Regions from separate parts of the Danio rerio genome. Here region 2 is linked to region 1. Evidence: chromatin contacts called from public HiChIP or PLAC-seq data. All regions are on one chromosome and are shown on one strand. The core of a region is the stretch at or near the end of the contact, and the rest is flanking DNA. Distances in the headings are between cores, read along the strand shown. Region 1 holds the start of topaz1 (testis and ovary specific TOPAZ 1). Region 2 holds the start of cfap44 (cilia and flagella associated protein 44).

The links. HiChIP or PLAC-seq counts read pairs in DNA pulled down with a chosen protein or histone mark.
Region 2: a contact with region 1 is called in an H3K4me3 HiChIP or PLAC-seq map of gastrula embryo, with 3 times the contacts expected there. The contact joins the promoter of cfap44 here to the promoter of topaz1 in region 1. A contact is called at or near these places in 2 of 4 datasets of contacts at active chromatin or transcription factors (embryo and gastrula embryo).

What each region holds. Positions count from the first base shown.
Region 1 is chr19:51,316,567-51,320,257 of GRCz12tu, reverse strand. topaz1 (testis and ovary specific TOPAZ 1) reads right to left here and starts at 2,024. Exons shown (of 19, transcript XM_073931970.1): 1 at 1,942-2,024. It overlaps si:ch73-359m17.2, which reads left to right and starts at 1,116. Exons shown (of 7, transcript NM_001083874.1): 1 at 1,116-1,509; 2 at 3,350-3,422. The coding sequence starts at 3,353.
Region 2 is chr19:51,432,289-51,435,979 of GRCz12tu, reverse strand. It overlaps cfap44 (cilia and flagella associated protein 44), which reads left to right and starts at 1,773. Exons shown (of 34, transcript XM_073931981.1): 1 at 1,773-1,998. The coding sequence starts at 1,881. ctnnb2 (catenin, beta 2) reads right to left here and starts at 1,683. Exons shown (of 16, transcript NM_001001889.1): 1 at 1,554-1,683.

The DNA.
Region 1 (3,691 bases), core at 775-3,274:
TTATTAGTCTTGGTGTACAAACTAGTCCACAGTTGGTATAACTTTGTTTAGTTGCTGCAGTTTTTTTCTGTACAGAAATGCGGTGTTGAGAAGCCGTTACGATTAATTAACCGTGACGAATCAAATCACGGTTAATAGTGAAACCAGTTAATTGTTGCATCCCTAACTGGAATTAGTGTACGAGTGTGTGTGTGAATAAGTATGTATGGGTGTTTCCTAGTGAAGTGTTGCAGCTGGAAGGGCATTAGCTGAGTAATACATATGCTGGATACGTTGGTGGTTTATTCCACTGAATAATAAAGAGACTAAGCCGACAAGAAAATGAATGATTGAATAAATTAAGGAAATTATCTACAGTGAGGTCGTGAAATAATCTTGTTTTCACTCTGACATGTAGACATTTGGACTAGAAACAAGACAAAAAATGTTAAGTAAGAAATGAAATTGAAGAAACTTGAACAGGTGTAGAACATTTGGGTTATTTATTTACTGGTGAACTGTCTCTTTAAATCAAATACAGTAAGCTAGGCGGAGTCTTCCTCATGGTTCACTCTCCCTCATGCCATTCCACATTAATATGAGTGTTTTCCTTTGGCAAACCTGCAGTTTCTTGAACAATAGTCATAGCTGCGGGTGCATCACCGCAAGTCTACAAACTCCCAAACTCACATTTACGATTCTGACCTTCATTCTAAGTCTGTAAATAGGTTAATTGAAATTCAGGTCTATTAATTGAGAAGAAAACAAACTTACAATAGTGAGCAGGTCAGAAATAAAATAAAAATTCTTTATCGATGACGAAAGCAGCTGATATTCAGCTCAGTGGATGATCTCCATCAGTATATCCGTCTATTGATTATTAAACACTGATCGGCATTATCATCTGACAGCAGGAGGGCGGGAAAACACGAGAGATCACTTCTGTGAATGGATATTTTATCAGATGTGAACTCTCTCTCTGTCTGCAGTGACAGTCAGTGTTTGTTTACCTCAGTCAATTAAACAGCAGGTAAAGGTGTGTTGCTCAAATGTGTCTCTTACTTGCACTTGTCCTTCCGGTTAAACTCGCGCGACTTCTGCGCGCTTCCGTCCTGATGGCGGTCTTCGCCTCACCGGCAAACAGTCTCCTCTGTGTTCCCTTTTCCCGCCGAGGCACGGTCGGCCGCGAGAGTGTGTTCTGAGCGCCGTGTTTTACCGATTGTCGCGCGGGCGGAATGAGTTCTGGCGGTTCGACGGAAACATTAACGTTACCAGACTCGACGCTGTTTATAACGGAGAGCGCATGCGCGTCCGTTGGGCCGACAATCACGCGCTTCCCGCCATTTCGCGGTTTGTTTCTGGCGAAGCACAACGCTAAACGCAACCGGCAGAAGATTTCGCGTTTATGTTCGGATAACCGGTTTTTGGAGGCCGGCATAGCCTCGGGATCTGCTCCGGTAATAACACTCACTTTGGAGGAGACTGTACCTGGATCAGCTGTTGCCGGTTTCGGAGAGCCGCCGTCCACAGGTGGATTCACAGCACACACGGGTTTAACGTTAGATCCGGTCCATCGCCGTTTATTCGGCTCCGGTTTATTCTCCGGTTTAAACGAGTCCCGCTTCAGTTTGATCCTCGTGCCACACGGGAACATCTCTGACGCATGCGCGAACGATAAAACCGCACCTGTGGCGGAATAAACGACTTAAAACTTCTCAGTGTCACAAATATCAGCTTTCAGACACTAAACCGACTGATGGATTCAACACAACCGATTCTGAGAATCAAACAACATCAACGGAAGCAACGGACGAGTAACTTAGATGACGAGCGCGTGAACGGAGAAACGTGCGTCTGACGCGATGAAAATAAAACTCAAGCGGTTATACAAACAGACGTATAGTACGTCGACAGCCAGTGTTTTATAAAGAGACTATTGATTAAATAGTTGTTCCTCAATACCTGTCCGCGTCACTGTTTATTACTAATAGAATTAAACACACTCCCACGTCCAATCTCCGTGTCAGGCATGCGCAATGGAGCTCAGCGTGATCGAGCGGTCAGTGGGAAACACACCGCCGCCGCGTGGCGCATTCACACACTGCACTAGTGCTGTTTACATTCAAGTGGCACTCACTTTACATGAAAACACAAACAAATGACATATTACAAATAGGATCAGTTCTGTTTCCATCTCGTCAATGTTTTTGATTATTTTTTAATTTATACCATGTTCATTAAGAGTCAGTGCAGTGTTGACAGAACTGAACTAATATGATCATCATACTTATTGCTTACAGTGTGTGTGTGTGTGTGTGTGTGTATACTTGTGAATTTAATTGTCCTCACTTATATAGTGAAATATAAAGTGTTGACATTTTCACTAATTAAAACACGTATCAATCAGCCAGAGCGGGCTTTTGTTACTTTATAATGATCATGCACTTTTTTCCTGTGAGGGTTGTTTATGAGTAGAGTTCATCCAGACAGAAATACGAAGGAAGTCATGGGCAGTGTCCTCACTAAGATAGTAAAACAAGTGTTTGTGTGTGTGCATGAGAGCAAGCACAATTGTTCCACAATGCATTTGTGGCTATTTAAAGTGTAAGAATGTATATTAGGGGATTTTGTGAGATGTTTTAGCATTTAAAGCACTGCTAATCTCGTGCACATTATTTATTTACTGCATGGATAAATGAAGAGTGTTCTGTGTGCTGTGATGTGCTGGACTTATTGCCAGTTTATCTCTGAAATGCTGTTTTGACAAAATCTTTGTATAGAAATAATGCAGTGTGCATCAACACACAAATATTGTTTGTTTGCATTATTTACTAAAATCTAAAATGTTTAAATGAAAACCTAAGCAGATTAATTAAAGATGATATGAAGAGCACTTAAGTTTATTATTATTATGCACACAAGTTTATATTCTGTGGTAATCTGCTGCTGCTATGACACAAGTGAACTTCTGTATCTCCTATATCTCTGGCCATCTGAGATGAACTGTTAAATAGAGAAGAACACACTCGATGACCTGTTGGTGTTGAAACAGCAGTGACTGCTGAGATATTTATCTGATTTCACCGCATGTTTGTGCACATTTGCATCTATATATATATATATATATATTTTACTGTAGACTCTTCCATAAAGCTGATGTAGATCAGCACTCTTTACCACTCGAGGACAGACAGGTATGAATATTAATGAAGCTTTATTTTCAATATCATTTGACTAATCCAGCAAGCTGTAGTTAATATATATTTTAGTTATTTGATCATCAGTTTGTTTCTCACTGTTTTATAATCTTCATTAAGTGTGATTTTATGATGTCTAATTATCTGTGATGTTTGTTGTGACGGTGTCTCAGATCATGATGGGTGAACCTGTGATGTTGTGGCTCGCTCTGCTCTTGGGGTTGTGTGTCACTGATGTGGCGCCGGGTGAGTTCACATTTATTATTCACATTTATACATGAGGGCTGCATGGGGGAACAGTGGGTAGCACTTTCACCTCACAACCAGTAGGTCACTGGTTCGAGCCTCGGCAGGGTCAGTTGGCGTTTCTGTGTGGAGTTTGCATGTTCTCCTCGTGTTGGTGTGGGTTTCCTCCGGGTGCTTCAGTTTCCCTCAAACAAAGCCCAATTGTCTGTAGATTAATAAAGGGACTAAGTCGAAAAAGAATGATTTAATCATGAACCTATGCTTTTATA
Region 2 (3,691 bases), core at 524-3,023, 120 kb before region 1:
CATCCTGGTACTTCTCACATACTGATTTTCGAATTCTATGTATTCGGACATACTACTCGGCTTGCATACTGTTATTAGCATACTATATAGTATGGAAGTATTCGATTTTGGACGCAACATATGACTGAGTGAAAACCTCATTGGCTGTTGTCGACTCCACCCATAAGTGTTTATTTTCAGCTCAGAGTTTAAGCTTGAGCCACTCCAGCCAATAGCAGAACAGCAACTACTGTGGGGTGGAGCTGAAAATAGTATAGACCCATCAAAATGGTCAAGTTTAGGCAAACCAATGCAAAAAATAAACATGCGTGCAATACTTATATCAAATATGCGATTACCGTGATAATTGTGTAGCTCTAATCTTAATTAAATGTCATTTTAGACACTGTAAACGGAACCTGACGGAGTTGAAAAGTCGTATCCAGCTTTCACCGGAAGTTTATCAGTGGCTGAAAAACACTTGCCGGCGCACTGCATCACCTTATTTTCTTTCATAGCCGGCCGTTTCACATCATCTCCGCGTGTTTGGAAGGGAAACCGCTGTTGTTTTTAAACACACACACACACACACACACACACGCGGAGGGTTTTTCCCGCACACACGCGAATCACAGACTCGTAATCGTGGAAAAGTTTCGACAGTTCAGTTTCCACCGGCTGCAGTGTGTGAAGCAGCTGTCCTGGAGCTCAGACACCCGAGCCCTCCTCAAACACGCAGGAATGCATCTTTGTCTCGGTGAGGGCAGCTCAAAGAAGAGTTCAGAAAGCGGACCAGAGTGAAGCCCGCGGAGCGCGTGCACGAGCTGGACATAACGCGCGCCGCCGACAATCTGAATTCAACAGCAGAACTTCAGAACAAAACACAGAATTTCTGAATTTCACATCACATTTCTACAAGCTAAGCGCAAATAAATGAAGCTGTGTGGCAGGACAAGCTCTGTTATTATTATTATAGATATAAAAAATATACAAGAATACCGATTATCATAGGCTAATTCACTTACAGCTGACACTTTAACTGGACTAACATTAGTTTCAGCAAAACCCAAACTCCACAGCTCAGCCCACACTTCACTATTATATGACGTTAATCAATCCTCGAGGTGTTTAATGAGTTATTATGACACACAAAACCGCTGAAGGAGAGAAACTGCTGCTAAATCAGGACCAGACTCCAACAAAGAGGAAAATCTCAATGAGAGCGCCACAGTGAGAGCATGAGCGTGTTCATTAATGCTGCAGATCAGTGATTAGTTTATTCATCATCATCCTCATCCTCCTCATTGATCTGCGGCTCCTGCTGATAGTGTTTATTATTGGTCATCAGGTTGTGACTTCATCAGCCGGAGCCACAGCACTGACTGAATGAAGGCTAGCTCGCTAACATTAGCCGCTGTCAGCCACCGTAAATAAACACCGTAAAGTCTCCGTGTGTCCCGCACAAACCTGCAGTCAGACACCGGTGATGACCAAAAAGCGTCACGGTAAAGCAAGCGGTGAACCCTGAGCAGCCCCGGGTGCTCGCCCCTCCCGCATTCAGCACTCAATCTTACCTGAACCGGAGAGCTCCGTGCAGCGGCCGTGGAGCCTGACCTTCTCGTTGGTGTCTTGTAAGCAGTGAATCCACCGGTGTTTCTCGTTATTCTCTCCGGTCACGGTGCGTCAGTTCTCTCCGCTCTCCCTTCTCCACTTCTTAAAATGGCGGCGCTCGGACCCAGCTCTTATACGAGGAATGCAGCTCGTGTGTCCTTCCGCCGCCGGAAAATTAGAGCGCGGCGGTGGCTCCGTCCCCGGTGAGTGACGCCGAGCGACAGCATCACACGGACACGGTAATAATCAATAAATGCTTGACAGCACCGAAAGCCCGGGTCAGGATTGTGATGACAATCTGCAGAGACGCCGGGAGAGTGGAATGCGCGGAGGCATACAGTGGCTCCAGGAAGGGCGAGGTGCGGTCATTAGGCTGGAATGTGGATCTCCTTCTGAACGGATACAAAGGTGAGATTATTGAGGAGAAACATCTGAGCTCAGCTCTCTCCTGCGCCTTCACATGCGCTCTTACTTACTCATGTCGCTATTATTGCTTATTTTTTACTTTATTCCTTCATTATTTGCCTTTATATCTCTGTACAACACTTTGAGCAACTTAAACATGCTCTGAACTAAATAAAGTTGAAAGTTTATTTACCATCCTCATATCCTTCATAGTAAATCATGAGGAGCACTGAACACTGATTATTGCTCATGCATGCTCTGATCATGACTATATTTCTGTCAATATTAACACTTGATATTTTAATAGTAGTATTAATAATAAACGGCCTTAAAGCAAGAAGGTCTCTGGTTCGAGTCTCGGCTGGGTCAGTTGGTGTTTCTGTGTGGAGTTTGCATGTTCTCCCTGTGTTGGTGTGGGTTTCCTCCGGGTGCTCCGGTTCCCCCCACAGTCCAAACACATGCGCTATAGAGGAATTGATTAACTAAACTGGCCGTAGTGTATGAGTGTGTGTGTGAATGAGTGTGTATGGGTGTTTCCCAGCACTGGGTTGTAAAACACATGTGACACAGGCGACCCCTGATACATAAGGGACTAAGCCGAAGGAAAATGAATGAATGTATAATAATGTCAACACTGATTGTAAAACTCTAACTCTAGCAGAACACTAATGCACTGACAAGTGCAGACCGTGTACATATTGAGCTTTTGTTTATGTTGTATATTTGCTACAATCAAAGATAAACATAAAATTCCCTAAACTCATGTTTTGCCACTGTTCATGTTAACACTTAAAACACGTTTATAATAGTCAAAGTTTTATTTTCATATATCAGTAAAGCCAATAAATCAATAAGGAGTGAGGTTAACCTGGATAACACTGCTCTAGCTGGCCTTCATTACAACCCTAAACATCACTCCCATCCCGGATGAGCGAACCCACCCGTCCCACTGCACCCACCCGCTCTGAGCTGGGATGGAACTGGTGGAGGCTGAAGACAGTGACCAGCAGCTTCTGTTGCTATGGAGCAGCTGTACAGGTCAGAGGAGTGAGCTTCACCTGCACACACTACAGCAGCCGGCCTCCACTACACAAGACAGAAGCTCAGGAGTAAAGCATGAGGAGCGCTGACAGCAGAGTTCTGCTCCATCATCTGGAGGAATATTTCACAAACGACACATCATCATCTGTGTTTTAGATTTGCGTAATTTACAGTAAACTGTATCATCACACACACACACACACACACACACACACACACACACTCTGTGGTTTTAGGAAATATCTTTCACTGGCGTCAGTCTTGTTGTGAAACGTCAGATTCGCCAGTTTTATTTTCTCTGCGATAAACAATAAACAGCAGCCCGGATAATGAAAAGCAGAGTGTAGGAGCGCTCAGTGCGAACGCAACTATTACAGGAACACACACACACACACACACACTGCTGTGTTTTGTCTCGAGTGTGTGTTTTCTCTGCTGTGACTGCAGTGATTCACTAAACTCGTTATTCTGTTTTCATTATTTTTCTTTCATTCATCTTCTGCCGCTTTTGCGGGGCCGGGTCGCGGGGGCAGCAGTCTTAGGAGAGAACCCCAGACTTCCCTCTCCCCAGACACTTCCTCCAGCTCCTCCGGGGGGATTCCGAGGCGTTCCCAGGCCAGCCGAGAGACATAGTCCCTCCAGCGTGTCCTGGGTC